3 separate regions of the Mus musculus genome follow, and all the other regions are linked to region 1. Evidence: chromatin contacts called from public HiChIP or PLAC-seq and promoter capture Hi-C data. All regions are on one chromosome and are shown on one strand. The core of a region is the stretch at or near the end of the contact, and the rest is flanking DNA. Distances in the headings are between cores, read along the strand shown.

Region 1 (2,613 bases), core at 58-2,557:
CAAGTAAGAGTCTTGTCTTATGACAAGTGTTTAACCATGACCAAGGCAACTCTTAGAAGGATAGCGTTTAATTGGGGCTGGCTTATAGGTTCAGAGGTTCAGTCCATTATCATCAAAGTGGGAGCATGGCACCATCCAGGCAGGCATGGTACAGGAGAAGCTGAGAGTTCAACATCTTGCTCCAAATGCAAACAGGAGAAGACTGACTTTCAGGCAGCCAGCATGAATGAGGGTCTTAAAGCTCATGCCCACAGTGACAGACTTCCTCCAACAAGGCCACATCTACTAATAGTGCCACTCCCTGGGCCAAGCATATTTAAACCACCACAAGTCTTTTCTATGGATACTATAAAACTTGGGTTTAAGACAAAGAATTGAAATCTTTTTATCTTCCTCCACCTTGTGAGACTTTTAATGAAAATGTTTCGATCCTTCAGATCCAGAAAAACTACTGTTTACTCAAAGAACTGCTCCTTTATTCCAATGGCCCCTTTCCCCATCCTCCACTTCCTGTGCACCAATTCTTTTCAGACTAGCCAATCAAATCAGGCTGTGAAACAACGGGACCTCAAATCAGGAGGAAGAGACACACACAGGCCACACCCTAAGTTAAAATAATCACCAAACACACTTCCTGACTTGTATGTATTCACTCTTCGAGCATACCCGCTTGATAAAGAGTAAAGTTCATCTTGCCCAGACACTTAAGTTGGAATGGTAGTTTCTTCCTTCGCCTCTCAAAAACACCCACATGGCAACTCCCATGTTGGGTTCTAACTCCAATCCCAGGGACAACGCTCTCTTCAGCCTCCCTGGGGTACTGCACACACGCGGTGCAGACATGCTCGCAGGTAAAACACCCATAAACACAAGGGGGGGGGGTGGAGACGAATGAAAATGATTTTTAAAAACGTCCCCAAATGCCAAACAGCATTGGAAAGGATGCAATCCTGTAGATTTCAGCGTTGTGGAATCTAGACCCTAGGAACGCATCTGCAGAAGGGCATACATAGACTACACTGGTCGTTGTCAAAGCAGCTTCTGCTACAGTGGGGGAAAAAAAGTAAATAGATTTTGAGTTACTGGGAGGAAAGACCTTAGAACTTGCAGCAAACACTAATTAGGGCAGCTTCACGCGCGCATCCCAGGCAACCGGCGCAGCACCATTTTCGAACCTGCGGGCTACCCACGCCCACTTCCCCAAATCGCTCGCCTCCCGGGCTCTCTCCCGCCGCCGTCCTACCGCGCGCGCGCGGGGAGAAAAAGGAGGGGACCCGCCCACTGCGCCTGCGCGGCGTGACAACGCCACACGCTCCCGGAAGTAGGAGGCGTCCGGCGGAGTTTGTGTGGCGGCCGCCGCGGGAACGTGAAGCGCGGTAGTTTTTCAAGGGAGAGAGCGAGGCGGCTTCCCGCGGGTCTCGGTGGACCGACAGTGAGCGTCCGCGGCCGTCTCGCGGCCCGCGAGAGGCGGCATGGAGGACGAGCGGGGCCGGGAGCGTGGCGGCGACGCGGCGCAGCAGAAGACGCCGCGGCCGGAGTGTGAGGAGTCCCGGCCGCTGAGCGTGGAGGTGAGGTCGGGAGCTCGCGCGCGCGTGCGGGGCGGCCTCGCTCGCTCCCCTGCTCCGTCCTAGTCGGGGCGAGCATCGTCGGCCTCGAGAGGGAGGAGGTCAGGCGGGAAGTTCCGAGTGAGAATTCCGCGTAAACATTCGGCGCGCGCGGGCGCACTGCCGTTCCATCAGCCCCGTGGCGCTGATTGGCTGGGTTCTCTCCAGCGCCCACCCTCCCCGCCAGATGCGGCGGCAAGCCTTTCGGGGTGCTCGGACAGCCCGTGTCTTCCCAGCCCCAGACGGCCCACTGCCCTCTGCACCCCGAGGTGCATCTGTTCCCGAGAGGACCCTCCCCCGGTCTTTCCCCGTCCCCTACTGTCTCGCCCAGAACCCTGCCACGACCGGCTTTCTAAGTGATTTGCTACTTCCTCACGGCATGGGCAAGATCAGGAGATGATCCCCGGACTTCTGTTTTTCATCTTGATGAATTAGTGTTGGCTAGCGCCGCGGGTTGTGAGCGAGATGCTAAATTCTGTCGCTTTTTCGTAAGAGGAGTTGAGTACTGACACCCAGGTTATTCATTCATTGGCAGGGTAGAGAGATAGATGGCTTGGGTGTGAAAGGCTAGGCTCAAAAACCAAAATGTCAGAAGGTGGGTATTCCATAGAGGCGTCCCAATGCCTTTATTCTTTCCATTTACACCTTCGTGTAGTAGCCAGAATAGCCTTTTAAATATTATTTTTTAAAATGTGTGTGTGTGCGCAGGTGCCTCTGAAGACCAGGAAAGGAGGTATGGGTCTTGGGGAAGAGCAGAGTTTGTTCTTCATGGTTAAGCTGTCTATCAGGCCTCTAGAGTTTCCTTTTGACAGTCTGTGCCGAGGTTGCGCTGCGCATTCCGTGCCTTCTTCAGTTTGCCCCTCTGCTCAGTTCATATACACATCTTCGTCCACTCTGGCTTCCTTGTGTTCTTTTATCGTGGAGTGTTTTGTAACGTAAGGATCTTGTGCTCCTCTTGTCCGGAGCATGCTTCTCTGGATCTTTCCAGATTATTCCCTTTGTTGGTAGG
Region 2 (2,613 bases), core at 36-2,535, 550 kb after region 1:
TCACAGTTTGAACTTCTCAGAGCCCAGAAAGGATGGTCCAGATCACTAGGAACCCACAGTGAGTAGTGTGAAATGTGCTGATTAATACAAGGAGCTCGTAATTTTGTTAACATGGCTTTAAGAATCTGCTGATGAGTGTGGATAGTCTTGTATACACCACAGTTTATGTGTAATTTTCAGGAGAATTATACATTCCTGCAGCTGTACAATCATAGTTCTCAAACTGGAAGGTTTGTTTCTGTGCCACACCCTAGAGTTTCTCTTCTGGTTAGTCTGTAGCAGAGCTTGATAATTCACCTTTTTACCAAGCCCCAGGAGATGCCCATACTTTTTGGGAGCAGATTTCTAGTCCTGGGCTGATTATATTACTGGTGTAGGGTAAGCTCGGTCTTTTAAAAATCTCTCTTCGCTGTTTTCATTCATGTGCAAAATTGAGGATCATTGTTGGAGGATGCATAAAATTCAGTTAAGACTCCCGTGTTTAGTGAGGTGCTGTGACCGCTGTGCATGAACCTTTCAAGTGGTTTTATATTGGAGGAGAAACAGTCCTGTGTTCCTTAGAGAGTACTTAGAGGAGCCCTGGGTGCTGAGTCTGTGCAGTGAGTAGACACAGTTACTGAAACTCCTCGTGACAGTGCTGTAAAGTGCTGCACGTAGAATCCCAGAGCTTGGCTTGTCAGTCTGTGCTGCTGGATTGGCTTTTTCAAGAGACTATGCTAGTTTATGTTCCTCACACAGTCCTTACACCTTACATAGGAGTTTGTTTTTGAGATGCAGTAAACACAGATAAGCGCAAATCATAGTATATTATAAGGCGAATTTTCAGAGTTTATGCCTGGGTGTAACAGGCACCCGGATTAAGAATCAGTCCATCTGCAGCTGCAAGCCTGTCTGAATGTCTAGCCCTTAACCACACATAGGGTAGTGCAGTCAGCTTTTGAACTTGGCGAGAGGATTCTATCTTGTTACTTGTTGTGTGTGGTTTGGCTGTCAAAGGGCAGTGGTTTGTTGGTTTTTAGTGTTGTGTACAATCTGCTGTGACTGCTGCATCTGGATATTGTTGGCTGTGTGCACAGTGCTCTTAGGAACAGTTCTGTGTAGCTTTCACATGTTTATTATATTTGTTTTCGGAGGTGAGGTGCTTGTGTCATGCACACGTGTGGAGGTCGGAAGACAACTTGTCGGAGTTAGTGTTCTCCTTCTGCCACAAGACTTTGGTGACAAGAGTTTTTACTCACTGAGCCATCTTGCAGGCTCAGTGTTGTAATAAAGCAAACAAATACTATATTTGTTTTAATTTACATTTCTAGTGAGTCATTGGTTGTGATTAATCCTTTTTTTCCCTGCCCTTGGCCATTTGGTTGTGGAATTTTTTTTGGTCTGTGCATTTTTGTAGTCACTCTAAATAGCTATTGTTCTGTTTTTATTTAATCTATCAATTCCCTAGATTTACTGCCTTTAAAGCTTTTTTTTTGTCTCCTTTTCCCCTGAGGTGATGTGTCTACCGACACTCTTTCTTCATTTTATGTTAGTCTTTCTAGAGTTTGCTTTGCTGTGCACTGAGAGGTATAGATTTAAAGAACTATTCTAAAAATGGTTCAGTTGCTTAGAATTAAGATAAAATAAAGCTTGAGGGTTTTTAAAAATTGTATTAGTGTTTTTGTGTGTTTTTTCTCTGGGCTTCTAATTATGATTTATTCATTGGGTTGCATTTAGTGTTTTCTTTCTCCACTGTCTGTAGCTCTCTGAGATAAAGGAGGGTGGACTGAAAACTACTGACAGATTCCAAGTGGTGGCAGTTTTCTGCCTTCTGATGCATTGGTGTGTGTGTGTGTGTGCCACTGTTTCTATTCTCCACTTAGTTTTCGTTTTCTTGTTGTTCTGCATTTTCTTTCTGAAGGACTTAGGAAGTTTTTAGTAGTTGACGTTAGACTGCTTCTGTAGTGTCTGTCTGTCCTCACTGCAACCTGTGAGCTCCCGAAGTCTGGAAGTTAGAACTTCCGTCAGCTGTGAGAAGTGTCATTTTTGCAGAGCTTCTTCTCTTCCTACCCTCATTACTCTGGTATCTTACTGAATGCTTGCCTTTTGTACCTGTTTCAGAGCCTCCTGGAAGAGTTCTTAAGGAGCTTGGGCTGAGGAGTGAAGTATGCATTCTAGGTTGTGGAAAATGGCGATAGATGGGGCTAGGACAGAGAGCGAACGCCCCAGTGTGATTTCTTTTATCACCATTTTCCAAACTTTGCTTTTTAAAAATGCTGTCACCTTCGATGTAATTGTGCACTTGGCCCTCTGGTCCGATTGCAGTATTTCCCCTTGATATATCCCTCTACTTTTGGCTAGCGCTGCAGTGGGAAATCCTGTCTTCATATTCACAGCAGCAAAGGAGACACAGTGCTGGTGTTGAGTGTAGGCCTTCTCTGGTCCATCGCCTGCCTAGGCAGGATAATTACCTTCTGCTGTTGAGCTAATCTTTTTGCGTTGGAATTTAACCATCTTTTTTTCTTGGGACAGTTTATTTTTACTCCCTGTTTCTTACCTTTTTTGTTTCTGGTAGTTTCTCTGTTGGGTTTGGAGAAAGCACTCCTTTAGTTCTCTGTACTTTAGCATTCTCTC
Region 3 (2,613 bases), core at 45-2,544, 530 kb after region 1:
GGTCTGCTCAGTCTCCGAGATTCTCGTCTGGTGCTCCCCCTCCCCCACCCCGCTCCCCCATTGCTCATTCCTGTCCCTTCTTATTCTCTGTCTAGTTAGGTTTGCATACTCCCAATGCCAGTGAGTCTTGCATGCCTCTCAGAGCATCCTTAGTCAGATTTAACTCTGAAGAGACAAACCAAGCGGTGTGTCCTCCTGACCCACTAGCATAGTTGCGGCCATTTTGTTCCATGCTTGCCAGCTATTTCATATTGTTGCTGTAATATGCCTACCAGCCTTTGACATAGAAAAATAGTTTGACTCAGAGAAGGGTCATGCTGGTCACATCCCCTGTTATGTTCTGTATGTCCTGAGGTTTGTTAATCTTAAGGAATTCCACAAAGCTTTACATAGGGCCCATCAAATTAAAGGTCATTATGAACTGTTATGTCAAAAATGGCTTAAATCAGACCTGATCACCTGGCAGAACTTCCTGCACCTGAGAAAGATCTCATTGTCGTTTGTGTGTGTGTGTTTTCCTTTATAAGCTGACAGAAAAAGATAATGTAGTTCAGATAATTCTGAGCTATGTCCATGATCTAATCAGTATTAGGGTATAAATTCAATAATCCGACTCTCAGACCCCAACACTGAGCTATTGACAGTGTGTATGTGCATGGATTCCTTTCTCCGGTATTAAGTACAAATGCTCTTAGAGAATAAAGTTCCCTTATCCTTCCCTCCTGTCCCGTGTCAGAATGAGACGTAAGAGACAGTACAAAGAGACAGTAAGGTGGAGAGATATCTAACACTGCATTTAAAAATATTCCCAATGTGCTAATTATAATTATTCTTCAGAGCGTTTGTATGCATTAGCTCACTTCATTCCTGCAAACAACTTTGTGAGGTGGGTACTATTAATTCCATTTTCGGACGAGGACGTTTGGTAGATGTTTGCATAAGTTACACTTTAATAGCTTCTTCTGAAGGGAGACACCGCAGACTGACGGGTACCCGAGGGAAGACTGAAGCCGACCGAAGCAATCCCGCAGAAAGTGAAGGAAGGCAGAAGTTTCTCAGACAGGTAGTGGCTCACCACAACTTTCAAATCTGCCCAGCCAGCCCGCCAGGGCGTCACAAAAGCCCGTCGCTCCACTACTAAGCCACGCCCCCAGGCTGGTTGTTCTCTGAGCTTCCAATACTTCCCTTCTTCTCTCGGACTCCACCCACTTCGGCAGGAATCATTTCCGGGTATGTTGGATCCCGATTGGTCCAGAATCCGGAAGTGAGGGCGGGCGGTGGCGCCGTTGCCGCAGTGACAGTACGGGGGAGTGGGAAGATGGCGGCGTCGCGTCGCTCTCAGCATCATCACCACCATCATCAGCAACAGCTCCAGCCCGCCCCAGGGGCTTCGGCTCCGCCACCGCCACCTCCCCCGCCGCTCAGCCCGGGCTTGGCCCCGGGACCCACCCCTGCCTCGCCTACGGCCGGCGGCCTGGCGCCCTTCGCCTCCCCGCGGCACGGCCTGGCGCTGCCGGAGGGGGATGGCAGCCGGGACCCGCCCGACAGGCCGCGATCTCCCGACCCGGTGGACGGCGCCGTCTGCACCGTGGCTGCTCCGGCCGCGGTCCCGGCAGCTTCCGCCGCCGTCGGGGTCGCTCCCACCCCAGCCGGCGGCGGCGGCGGCGGCGGGAACAACTCCGCGTCGTCCGCTTCTTCCCCGACTTCGTCTTCGTCTTCCTCCCCGTCCTCCCCTGGCTCGAGCTTAGCGGAGAGTCCCGAGGCGGCCGGAGTTGGCTCCACGGCAACTTTGGGAGCCGGGGCGGCGGGCCTCGGCCCGGGGGTCCCAGCCGTGAGTGGGGCCCTGCGGGAGCTGCTCGAGGCCTGTCGGAATGGGGACGTGTCCCGGGTGAAGAGGTTGGTGGACGCCGCGAACGTGAATGCCAAGGACATGGCCGGCCGAAAGTCTTCTCCCCTGCACTTCGCAGCAGGTCTGTCTGGGACTTGAGAATTGTGGTTTACGGGGTTCGGAGCGGAGGGTGGGTGATTGGACCCAGGACAAAGAAGTTACAGGTTGTTAGCAGGACTTCACCCCGAGAGCTGAAGTTTTTAGTGCATGGGTGGTGGGGACTTGGAAGCGGGGACGAGGTGTGAATTCACCCCTCAGTGTTTGCAACCGTGGTACTTCAACTTATGCAAACTCTGTGTAGCGGTCAACCCTGGATGTGGGCATGCTTAAAACTTTTTCAGTTCAGAGTGTGCCTGCCTGGGACAAGTTGCATTTGAGTCGCTTTAGGGACAGCTTTGTCGTTCGTGAGACAGTTTTGTTTTTGTTTTTGTTTTCGGCACGGTTTTGTCCCCGGAGGACAGACAGTCCCGGGCCAAAAGAAGTGTACGGTAACTCAACAAGTGTTTTAAGAATCTCTCATATTCTTAAGATACACAACGCAAGACAATGGGGTTTGTGAAACGTCACGTTTTCTATGAAGTCGACTGTCTGTTTGGAGAGACTACAGCGGGCCAGTCGGAGACAGTAGTGATAAGGGTATTGTGTGCCTTATGATAAGGGGCAGAGAGAGACAGAGAGCGAGAGAGAGAGCGAGAGCGAGGGCGCAGCTTTGAGGTCCATTGTGT

What was found. Promoter capture Hi-C pulls out the DNA fragments that hold promoters and counts their contacts. HiChIP or PLAC-seq counts read pairs in DNA pulled down with a chosen protein or histone mark.
Region 2: a FOXA1 HiChIP or PLAC-seq map of pancreatic cancer cells shows a contact between it and region 1. The contact joins the enhancer-like site here to the promoter of Eri1 in region 1. A contact is called at or near these places in 4 of 39 promoter capture datasets (frontonasal cranial neural crest, liver, neural stem cells and 1 more) and 4 of 115 datasets of contacts at active chromatin or transcription factors (acute myeloid leukemia, pancreatic cancer cells, pro-B cells and 1 more).
Region 3: a promoter capture Hi-C map of liver shows a contact between it and region 1, with 4 times the contacts expected there. The contact joins the promoter of Tnks here to the promoter of Eri1 in region 1. A contact is called at or near these places in 12 of 39 promoter capture datasets (the HPC-7 cell line, HPC-7-derived erythroid cells, cranial neural crest and 8 more), 5 of 484 Hi-C or Micro-C datasets (CD4 T cells, CD8 T cells, natural killer cells and 2 more), 18 of 115 datasets of contacts at active chromatin or transcription factors (the 230-238 cell line, the SCID.adh cell line, acute myeloid leukemia and 11 more) and 4 of 9 other capture datasets (adipose tissue, liver, macrophages and 1 more).

The regions. Positions count from the first base shown.
Region 1 is chr8:35,494,227-35,496,839 of GRCm38.p6, reverse strand. Eri1 (exoribonuclease 1) reads left to right here and starts at 1,307. Exons shown (of 7, transcript NM_026067.3): 1 at 1,307-1,568. The coding sequence starts at 1,473. It overlaps Gm51568 (a long non-coding RNA gene), which reads right to left and starts at 1,314. Exons shown (of 2, transcript XR_003947532.1): 1 at 1-1,314.
Region 2 is chr8:34,946,478-34,949,090 of GRCm38.p6, reverse strand. All of the region lies in intron 1 of Tnks (tankyrase, TRF1-interacting ankyrin-related ADP-ribose polymerase), which reads left to right. Among named protein-coding and RNA genes, the nearest start is that of Tnks, 18 kb to the left of the region's middle. Within about 2 kb of position 1,285, at least 48 of the 459 cell types and tissues checked have an H3K27ac peak or open chromatin away from gene starts, as enhancers often do. A contact at or near this core is called in pancreatic cancer cells, where this site is marked.
Region 3 is chr8:34,964,371-34,966,983 of GRCm38.p6, reverse strand. It overlaps Tnks (tankyrase, TRF1-interacting ankyrin-related ADP-ribose polymerase), which reads left to right and starts at 1,294. Exons shown (of 27, transcript NM_175091.3): 1 at 1,294-1,970. The coding sequence starts at 1,319.